Regions from separate parts of the Hordeum vulgare genome. Here regions 1 and 2 are each linked to region 3. A link is a contact called in public HiChIP or PLAC-seq data. All regions are on one chromosome and are shown on one strand. The core of a region is the stretch at or near the end of the contact, and the rest is flanking DNA. Distances in the headings are between cores, read along the strand shown. Region 1 holds the start of LOC123441358 (lipase-like). Region 2 holds the start of LOC123412506 (E3 ubiquitin-protein ligase SGR9, amyloplastic). Region 3 holds the start of LOC123399834 (FBD-associated F-box protein At5g56370-like).

What was found. HiChIP or PLAC-seq counts read pairs in DNA pulled down with a chosen protein or histone mark.
Region 1: an H3K4me3 HiChIP or PLAC-seq map of embryo shows a contact between it and region 3, with 9 times the contacts expected there. The contact joins the promoter of LOC123441358 here to the promoter of LOC123399834 in region 3. A contact is called at or near these places in 2 of 6 Hi-C or Micro-C datasets (leaf and seedling) and 1 of 1 datasets of contacts at active chromatin or transcription factors (embryo).
Region 2: an H3K4me3 HiChIP or PLAC-seq map of embryo shows a contact between it and region 3, with 10 times the contacts expected there. The contact joins the promoter of LOC123412506 here to the promoter of LOC123399834 in region 3. A contact is called at or near these places in 1 of 6 Hi-C or Micro-C datasets (seedling) and 1 of 1 datasets of contacts at active chromatin or transcription factors (embryo).

The regions. Positions count from the first base shown.
Region 1 is chr1H:414,572,807-414,576,390 of MorexV3_pseudomolecules_assembly, forward strand. It overlaps LOC123441358 (lipase-like), which reads left to right and starts at 2,294. Exons shown (of 8, transcript XM_045117832.1): 1 at 2,294-2,959; 2 at 3,061-3,155; 3 at 3,337-3,440; 4 at 3,537-3,584. The coding sequence starts at 2,678.
Region 2 is chr1H:413,825,618-413,829,156 of MorexV3_pseudomolecules_assembly, forward strand. LOC123412506 (E3 ubiquitin-protein ligase SGR9, amyloplastic) reads left to right here and starts at 1,481. Exons shown (of 3, transcript XM_045105462.1): 1 at 1,481-1,881; 2 at 1,884-1,974; 3 at 1,976-2,938. The coding sequence starts at 1,596. The coding sequence ends at 2,465.
Region 3 is chr1H:414,263,889-414,267,495 of MorexV3_pseudomolecules_assembly, forward strand. It overlaps LOC123399834 (FBD-associated F-box protein At5g56370-like), which reads left to right and starts at 1,988. Exons shown (of 5, transcript XM_045094219.1): 1 at 1,988-2,282. The coding sequence starts at 2,204.

The sequences.
Region 1 (3,584 bases), core at 1,044-3,543, 310 kb after region 3:
GTCCTTCCTCCATTGCTTGTAGTTCAGCCTCAAGAGCTTCATTGTAGTGGATTTTTTTTTCGATATGCAGCGAAGTTCACACCACTGTTATCATCATGGAGGATCATGCCCGAGCCCGCCGAACCATCTGAAATGTTAAAGGAACCATCCATCGATAGGGCTAAAGAACCCACAGCAAGCCTTGGCCACTATTTAGGGCCTTGATTAGGCTCCGGTTGTACTCCAATCCTGTGACTGTCGACCGACACCGGAGCTTTACCCTTGATAATCTCTTCCACACTCAAGGAAATCTCATTGGAAGTATTGTAGTAGCTAATAAAAAAGGAGCATGAAACGTCAAGAGGCGGGATGGTTTTACCGTGCTTCAGTTCATTCCGAAGGGACCAACTTCGCCACAGCACCATGATAATTCTGCTTATAACATGTTCCTGAGATTCAACAAGGAGATGGAAGATCCATTCGTCACGTGTACATGTGATATCTGTATGATTTGGTAGTGATGACTAACTACTCATAGCGTCCCATACTGTTTTTGCATTAGAACGTACCAACAACGCATGGAATGAAGATTCCTTTTCACGATCACACAACCTACAATGTCCCGTCGTTCCCATATGTGTTCTGTTCTTCACCTCATTTATGGGTTGTGATCCCGAAGCTAATTGCCATGTAAAGTGTTTCATCTTAGGAGGAACTGCTGCACCCCACACTAATTTCCCTGAGGATCTTGCACCATACGATGCCGCACTTGATGCTCAAGGGCTGAATTGATCATAATGGCCTGACATGGAGAAGTTATATGCACTCTTCACTGTGAGCTGACCGGACCTATCCCAGGGCCAAGAGACAAAATCATCATGTTGTCGAGGGGATGTCTCGATCCTCAAGATTGAATCCACATCCGCCTAAAGAAGTACTAATGCAGAAGATCAGACCGCCAATTACCATGATCATCAAGGAATTCAACTACCCTAGCCAAACGACAATTCCTTCCCGGTAGAATGGGCTTGTATGGCAGACCTCGAGGAATATAGGGTCTCTCCAAACCCATATGTGTTCACCACTCCACACCCGCGAAAGCGTACCCCTTTTTTACTAAAGGCAAACCATGCTCAATTCCTTCCCACACGGTCGAACCATTGCTAGGGAAGACCGTCTCTACTATACTCCCATTTGGGTAGTATTTTGCACGTAGGAGCCATGCACAAAGAGACTCACGGGCTGTAGCCCTCAGGCTTGCTTGGCTAGCAAAGCCTGATTATATGCCCTCATATCACGGAAACCAATACCTCCTTTAGATTTTGGCAATAATAATTTATCCCAGGCCGTCCATGCAATCTTCCATCGTCTGTACTCCGCTCTCCATCAATATTGTCTCATCATTTTCGAAAGATCATCACAAACAGAAAAAAGGAGCTTGAAAATGCTGATGACATACGTTGTAATGGCTTGTGCGACACACTTGCTTAAAACCTCCTTACTTGCATAAGAGACATACTACCTTTCACTCCATTCAAAAAGTCTGATGCCACTTATTCCTAATCACACAATAGTGAGCCCACATATATGCTACTCCCTCCGTTTCTGAATATAAGTCTTTTAAGAGGCTTTACTACGGAATAATATACGGATGTATATAGATATATTTTAGAATATAGATTCATTCATTTTGCTTCGTATGTGGACACATATTAAAATTTCTAAAATGATTTATATTTAGAAACGAAGAGAGTAGTAATTTGCGTCGCGTGTTGTACAAAAGGAAACATTATGGAAATACTTACGTAGCACGCTATGTTTTTTTTATCTGACAGCGTGTAGATTTCATGCCAATGTTTTCCAATTAGTTGTACTGCCTTGCCTCTCGCCTGTAAAAATCGGATTCTCAGAAGCAGCTGCCAAACTCGTGGTTCGTCGAGAACCTTCTCGCCCACCGGAAAAAAAAACTGGGTAATGCACCCACTGTTCCTGCCACACAAATGGCCCAACAGCAACGCAACGCAACGCTGGCGGGTCCCGACTGGCGACTGCCCCCTACCAGGTGCCAACTGGTGATACGCGGCCACGCCCTACTGGCCAGTGGCCGCGCAATCCGCGGCAGCCAAAGGTTGCTGCTGCGACGCCAAGCCCCATCCACGCACGCCAAACCCCGAGACGAGACGAGACGAGACGAGATCAGCCACCAACCAACCAACCGCGGGCAGCCACACGCCCACACCGCGAGCTATAGGGCGAGGCGGCCACCCATCCTTCCCCAGCCAAGACCCAACCCCCCGCTCCGACCCGCACCCCGTCCGTCGCACACATGGTCGATCGGTGGATGCGACGCGTTTATAAATAGCAAAAAAAACCGTACGATTATAGCCTGGCCCCCAAAGTTAGCGACGCGCAAGAGGGGACGGACGGAGAACCTCGCGCGACGGACGCACCAGCGCGAGACGGCGAGGACGCTGAGGGCGCGCGACAGCCAGCGGTTTGCCTTGCCTCGCCACGCCAGCGACGGAGGAGAGGGGAGGGGAGGAATAAAACGAAGACGCGCCGCGACCGACCCGGAGGCGTGACCGGCTCCTCTCCTGCTCCCCCCGTTCCTCTTCCTCTTCCCGCGGGGAGGCAAGAGGAGGAGGAGGAGGGGGGGAAGCGCGCCGCCGCCCGGTTCGCGGCCTGTTGGCGGGGGGCGATGGCGAGGTTCATCCTGGGCCTGGTGGAGCTCGGGGTCAGCGCGGCCGTGCACCTGCTCTTCGGCTTCTACGTGTTCAGCACGGCCGTCGCGGCGGACATCTCGCAGGCCGCCGCCGCGTCCGGGTGCCCGCTGCTGCGCCGCCCGCCCCCGGCCGCGGGGCTCGTCGACGTCGCTGCCGCGGGGGAGGAGGAGGAGCGCCAGGGCGCCGCGCCCGTCGTGCTCGACGGCTCGCCGCCGCCCATCGTCCTCGTCCACGGCATATTCGGCTTCGGCAAGGGGGTACGTACCTGCGGTCCCTCCTTGTGCGGGTGGGCGGGTGTTCGCTCAAATGCCGGCGAGGCGTGCTCACGCGTTCCTTTATTTTTTTTGTCTGCGCGCAGAGGCTCGGCGGGATGTCCTACTTCGCCGGCGCCGAGAAGAAGGACGACCGCGTGCTCGTGCCGGATTTGGGGTCGCTCACCAGCATCCATGACAGGTGGGTGGCTAGGGAAATTACCAAACTTGTTTGATCATTTGGTGGTTGGACTTGGACACCCATTTAAATCCTGATGAGCTATCCTGAATTCGCTTATGATTATTAATTATTAAATCTAGCTAGTACTAGTATAGTGTATTGACTGGAAATTTGATTGTTGGGGAATCTGGTGGTTCTGCAGGGCGCGGGAGCTGTTCTACTACCTCAAGGGGGGACAGGTGGACTACGGCGTGGAGCACAGCCAGGTCTATGGGCACACTCGCTTCGGCAGGATCTATGACACTGGTGAGGATTTGGACGAACACAACATCACTGCGGCACTATGGCCTCGCATGAGTTTGTATTTAGAGTTCTTCATTTGCGGTTTCTAATTGTGGGCAGGGCATTATCCGGTGTGGGACGAGCAGAACCCGGTGCACTTCGTGGGGC
Region 2 (3,539 bases), core at 231-2,730, 440 kb before region 3:
AGTATGCCATGTTGTGTACCGCGCGTGATGTCTGCCTTGCCATGAGCCTGTCAGGGGGTGCAAGAGTGATCCTGGAATGTATCACTGGACAGCGGTCAGAATTATCCTTAGTAACTTGAGGACTAAGGAATTGTTTCTCGATTATGGAGGTAATAAAAGTGTTTGTTGTAAAGGGTTACGTCGATGCAACTTTGACACCAATCCGAATGACTCTGAATAGCAAACCGGATTCGTATAGTGGAGCAATCATTTGAAATAGTTCCAAATGAAGCGTGGTAGCATCATCTACAAGATGACATAGAGACTTGTAAAGCACACACGGATCTAAAAGGTTCAGATCTATTGACTAAAACCTCTCTCACAAGCAAACATGATTAAACCCCACAACTCATTGGGTGTGAATCACATAGTGATGTGACGTAGATTATTGACTCTGGTTCAAGTGGGAGACTGTTGTAAATATGCCCTAGAGGCAATAATGAATTAGTTATTAATATATTTCCTTGTTCATAATAATTGTTTATTATCGATGCTACAATTGTGTAGAGGCGGATATAGTAACCTTGAAGATTGATGATTTGGATGACAATGCAAGGATGATCGCGCAAGCCATTCGTTTCAAGATGTTGAAGCGACAAAAAGATCAACCAGAGGCGGAGAAGGCGATTGAGAAGGCGACAACGATAGAGTAAGCGATGAAGCTCGGATTGCCGGTCCAACATGCCAATTTTTGCGTAGATTGCCGGCTGATATTTTTTGTGATTGGGCATGTAAGAACTAGATATACTTGTCTCTTTTTAGTTGTGACGGAGGTGATATGTGACCAATCGCGTGCTATATGATTGTGCGTGTCTGAATTTTAAATTGATTAAATTTGGCAGACATTTAAGAACATCTCTGGATGGTTGGCTCTTGTATCAACGCGCGTGGACTGGTCCTCATCGGTTTGTGCACAATACCATATCCGTTTTGAGGTTGGAGATAAGGATCCACTATTTCGATTGCGAATACTCGATGGATGTAATAGCATCTACAACCGAATTTTCATATTCATCTCGAACCCCCCAACGGGTTATCCGGTCACTAACCGAATGTAAAACCCGCACCCAACCGGACCTCACAAATCCGGCCCAAACGCCGGTCTTACGGTTGTAGATGCTTTAAATGATACTCCCTCCGTCTCAAAATAAACGACACAAAAATGATTCAACTTTATACTGTAATCAGTATAAAGTTGAATTATTTTTCAGTAATTTATTTTAAGATGAAGATAGTACTCCCTCCGTACCAAAATATAAGTCGTTTAAGATATTTGACCAGGTGTCTACATACGAAGCAAAATGAATGAATCTATGCTTTAAAATATGTCTATATGCATCCGTATGTAGTCTATTAGTTGAATCTTTATAAAGGTTTATATTTAGAAACGGAGGGAGAGTAGTACGTTACACCAGTGCGACATCCCATGTTAACACAAGTTCCCACACACGCTTCATTGCCCTCCAAAACTTTCAGTATATAAAAGGCCGTGCAAAATACAGATTTCCCACCATCTCACTCCACTGTCCACTCCTCCAAAACTGCCCGCGATCCCGATGGAGGCCAGCCATGCCCACTCGCCGACCCTTTCCTCGTCCGAAACCATAATGGCCGCCCTCCTCTCATCCATGTCCGTGCAGTTCCCTTCGCTGGTCCGGGCGATTGCCGCGGACGCGCGCCGGCAGCGCGGCCGCCTCGCTTTCCTCCTCCTCTCCCCGCCACATTTCGCCCGCGCCCTCGCGCGGCTCCGCTCTATGCCTCTCCCAGCCAAGGCCGCGCTGCTCGGCCGCGTGCTCCTCCGCTCACTCCTCATGCTCCTCCCGGCGCTCTCCCCCGACGGCTCCCACCACCTCCTCCGCCTCCCGACGCCCGACCTCGACGCCGCGCTCCTGCTCGTGGCCATGTGCGACTCCTACTCCCCGGCGGCATCCTCCGCTTCACCCGTGGACTGGCACGCACTGCTCGTCGACGACGCGGTGCGCAACGCGCTCTCCATCTCCGGTCTCGGCGGCACGCCCTGGGCCACCGTCGCGCCCTACCTCGACGCGGCCGCCAAGTGCCGCCGGTTCGCGGACGTCGTGTCGGAGGACCGCGCGGTGGCTGGCGCCGGCGGCGGCAGCAGCAAGGACGGCGTGGGGCGCGGAGGCGCGTCGCAGGCGACAGTGCTGGCGCTGCCGACCACGCCCGGGGACGGGACCCCGTGCGCGATCTGCAGGGAGGAGATGGCGCCCGGACGCGGCGGGGTGTGCGGGCTGCGGCCGTGCGGGCACCGGTTCCACTGGCCGTGCGCGCTGCGGTGGCTGGCGCGCCGCAACACCTGCCCGTGCTGCCGCGCCGAACTGCCCGCCGAAGACGCGCTCGCCGAGACCCGGCGCCTGTGGCGCGCGGTCGAGAGGATGGCGGGAGACAGCGGGGTCTGTGCGTGACAGCGCCGGGTGGATCAGTGCGCGTGGCATGCGGCCATACGGGACGTGCGTTTGGACGTGCTCGTGTGTCCCGGTCTCCAGTTGCAAGTACTGGTGTCAGATTCGTGTGGATGGCGATGGCTTTGGTGGGCCTGCGTGCCGAATACTGTTGCAGGATTACGGTTGGGTACATATACTCTCTACATAAACAAAAGGAATGGGATCGAATGTATACTCGTAATTAAGGCTCATCATGCCGTATCATCACGATGCAAATTGTGGGTTTAGTTTTGAGTTAGCTTTGGTGGATCCAAAGCAGGTTTCGCGGGATAAGGTAGGTAGTATCGTCGTTTTGCAGCCTAATTGCTCTGCTTTTTAGGCTTCTTGGTGATGATGTTCGTGCCTCGAACAACATGCATCACGGATGTGTGGATTATTCTAAGATCGTACTATAGTACGGTTACTTTGCGGGAGTAATTGTTGCCGATATGTAAGCCATCGCGATGGTGGACTAGTGGACAACCTTGATACTACCTCCGTCCCGGTTTATAAGTCATTCGCGTAGTTCTAGGGTCACGTGCTTAACATTGTTTCTTTTTAGGATCACCATCATCATCTCTCTTCTATTAAGGGTGTGTTTTGCTAGCTCACCTAGCTTTGCTGGGCTAGGTTTTTGTAGCCCATTCCGGCTAGGGCTGTCAAAAGCAAATCTTACTGTTTGGAAGAGAAGCAAATTAAGTGTTAACTGTCCAAAGCGCCCACGATCTCTTCTCTTGCCAGTGCGGGAGAGCCGAATTGCCTCGTCTCCATCGTCAAGTTTTTTGTGGCAGTTGCAGGCCAGGTTGCCCTCAAAAGCTAGCTTAATGTATCTTACCAAGCGGTTATCCTTGTCGAGCAAGGCTAGGGACAGGCCTTGCCTACGATCCAAACGCATCCTAATTAGCTTGCCACATTAAACTTTTTGTCTACGTGACAATCTTAGCACCTATACAAGGTGGAACATTGGGAGTAATCTTAGAGCATCTCTAGCAACCCGGTTATTTTACAGTTTTAGACGTAAAAAATGGATCGAATAGAACCCGTAAACGATTTCGA
Region 3 (3,607 bases), core at 738-3,237:
AAAGCGAGGATAGGCGAGAGAGGGAGGTGCCACTCGGGTGCCCTAAGCGGCGGTGCCAAAGATCGTCGACGCCAGTGAAGAAGGCCGACGAAGGTGCTGAGGGTCTTGAGCCGCCGAACTTGTAGAGAGGACCGAAGGTATTGCACCGCATGATGAGTGTACGTGTGGCCAGATCCTTTAAAGGAAAACCAAGGGGGTCAAATTCGACAGGGACAGAATTATCAATTGTAAATTGACGGACGGAAACGAGATTAGGAACCAGAGCTGGCGAGATGAGAACGTTGCGAAGATATAAAGGGCGAGAGGAGGAGTGGAGGGAAGTGGAGCCAGTGCGACGACAGGGACGCGGGATCCATTGCCAACGATGATAGGAGGATGCTGCTCGAAGACAGAACAAGACATGTCGAGGTTACCTGCGTTGCCCGTGATGTGGGAGGAGGCCCCGGTGTCGAGGTACCAGTCGGCATTGCCGGGCGGCTGCAGGGTCATCTAGTTCATGGTGGAGTAGAGGGCCGCCGGATCCCAGGAGGGTTGTTGTGGTGGTGGTGCAGGACGCGCGGGGGAGCTGCTGTAGAACACATGGTAGGCCTGCTGTGGGGCACCGGGCCTGGGGCCAAGAACGCCGGCGGCGTTGGGAGGGACCCAAGGCGCGCACGCCGGCCGGAGGGAAAGGCGCACCCCAGGGCGCAAAGTACCCCATCCAGGGCGTCTGCGCCGGAGCCCCGTCAGCGGAGGGACTAGGGTGACCGCGCCCACCGTTGTAACCGCGGCCACGACCACGTCCGCCGGCGCCGCCGCGTCCACGGTCAGGGTGACCGCCGTCGCCGCTACTGCTATTGCCGCCACGGTCCATGGATGCCTTCCCACGGTCGCCGCTGGTGTCGTTCTCGGGGGAGCTGCCGCCACGATCGTTCCCAGGAAGCCCACCGCCGCCGAGCCCGAGGGCGAGAGCACTGGAGCCATCGGCGCGGTCACGTGCATCCAGGTTGAGCTCCTCGAGGAGGAGCCGGGAGCGAGCTTGGGTGAACGTGGGGAAGGGAGTCTGCATGGGGAGGACCGTAGCGATCACCTGGTACGTGCGAGAGAGGCCATGGAGTAGTTGGAGCGTGAGAGTCCGGTCCGTCACAGGCTCGTTGACGTCGGCCATGTTGTCCGCGAGTGCCTTGAGGCGCCCGCAGTATTCGGCGATCCGCAGATCGCCTTGAGTGAGGGCGCGGAAGGCGGCCGTGAAGTGGACGGCCTGCGCGGGCTGGTGGGCGAGGAAGAACTCGTCGAGCTTTGCCCAGGCCCGATACGCGGTGTTGCCGTCGCCGCCTATGACCTCGTAGAGAGCGTCGGTGATGGTGGCGTAGATGAGGAGGAGCAGGGTGAGATCGGCATGGCGCCAGGCCGGAGTCTGTAGGGCGGGATCAGAGTAGTGGGCGACATGGCTGGCGACCGAATACATGGAAAGGACGCAGCGCCAGAGCTCGCGCCATTTGGAGTAGCTGCCGGTCTGAACGTCCAGCTTGAAGGGGATGAGGGTGCTGATGTTGGTGAGATTGTGGATGGAAGGGACGTCGGCGAGAGGAGAAGGAGCCGCCGTGGGGAGTGGTGGGGCAAGAGGCAGCATAGTCATGGCGGCGGGCGCAGGGGCGGGTGGTGCGGAAGCAACGGGGAGGGTGTGATCGGGGGCGATCACTAGGGGCGAAAGCGGAGAGGTGGTGCCGTTGTGGGCGCTGGAGGAGGAAGAGTCGTCGGTCTCCATGGAGGGCTAGCAGGAAGGAGGCTCTGATTATCAAGTTGGATTGAGGAATTATGCACACACAGTACCTTTCATACATGCCTACGAAGGGGTTAAATAGTACAGTACAAGAGTATCCTAACTGCCCAGCTATACAAGTGACGTGCAGATCATGGAGTAACCGAAGTGGAGCACGTCTTGTGCTGTACGTAGGACTCGGCGCTAGTGGGACTTGGTCCTGTGGCCCCAGCGGCAGGCTTCCAACAGTTAGGTGCTCCCGGAGAACGAACACGACCCTTCAAGACGGATTTGGGCCAAATCGAACACGACCCCATTAATAAATTGGGAGGTTTGACCGCCCCCAAACTCATCCTGTAAAGCAGTAGAGCACCGCCGCCGATCTGATCCCACACTTCCGCCTTCCCTAGATGTTCTCGTCTACTCGGCCGCCTTCGCATCGCACGTCGTCCTCTCAAGCCCATGATGAGCAGCTCTGGGGATCCGAAGAGAAAAGCCATGTGCCGGTCGGTGTGGCTCCGGCGGCAGCGAGCCAAAACGAGTTTGTGCCTCTGCAACCCTGTTCTTCACCTTCGTCTGGCCTGCTTAAAGCCTCGGATGACATCTCTTGCTCAAAATTGGATTTTTAGGACTGTTTAGGGTTTGCCCCCGTCGTTGTTCTGATCGTTTTAGAAGAAAAAGTTTCTATTTTTCTTAATAGATTGGGGCTGGCGGTTGGTTGGAACTGGATTAGGATGGAGCATATAAGTGTATAAATATTTTCTGATGTGGATCTGTAGACGAATAAAAAGATTGTTTTGGGGTTGATCTGGGTTCGTGCACTAGCATTGATTTTGTTGCCCGCTTATAAATTTTGTTTATTGATGCGGATGAAAATGGATCCTTTTTGGCTTTCGTAGACCAGGGAAAAGAGTTCATACATGCCTTTTTTTGGGATATGAATCCATACATGTCTACTGCAGTAATTGAGAGTTCTGCTTCGTATGCTGCTTGTGTGGTCACCTCCAAAATACCTTAGGCCTGTTTGGATGTTGGTATTGTGGCAAGGAATTGGAGAACTGGAACTGAGCCTTGTCGACTCGGCTGCTTGGATGTATTCGGAATTGCGCATTGGAATTGAGGCCCATTACTACAGAGTCATATAGCGCAACTAAACAAGGGCTTCCAAAATCAGAGCCTCCCTTCTCCATATTAGGTGGAAATTGAGTCTTATCCCTTTATGTATGAACTTCCGACATCATTGCCGGTCTCCAACGAACACCGCGAGTCCTGGCCAACCACTGCCCCTGCTGGGGGTTCTCCCAACAGCCGCCTCCTCCTGTTCTCATTCCCCACCGGCTGCCTCTGCCGCTGGAGGTTCCTCACCGACCACCTCCAATGCTGCCACTTCCCCGTCTTCCTCACAGCTGGCAACTACTCCAGCCCTTGTGTCCTCTATCCAAGTTGTCATTACTCCAACCCATGCCATGTGTTTGCCCCCCATGGTCACGGGCTCATGGTGTTCTCCACCGATGCACTGCCGAATGGTTAAGGGAGCCTTGTCTTAAATTCTGGCATTCCAAAAAAGGTAACCAAACAACACTTGGCCCTTTTGGACTTCTGGCTGTGGTTCTATTCTATAGTTTCATTAGCCATCCAACCATTACCATTGAAATCACTAACCAATACCAATTTAGTCAGTGTTGAAATTGGAAGCCACTTTAATTAGTCAGTAGGCACTCTATCCGATCCCCTAAAAACAGAGGAGCAAAACGGCGGAGTAAACTTAGTGGAGTATTCTTACTCCTACTCCACTAAGTTTTGGCCGGACCTAGCCAAACTCCTAAATTTAGTGTAGTAAAAAAGAATTTCTCATAAGTTCAAACA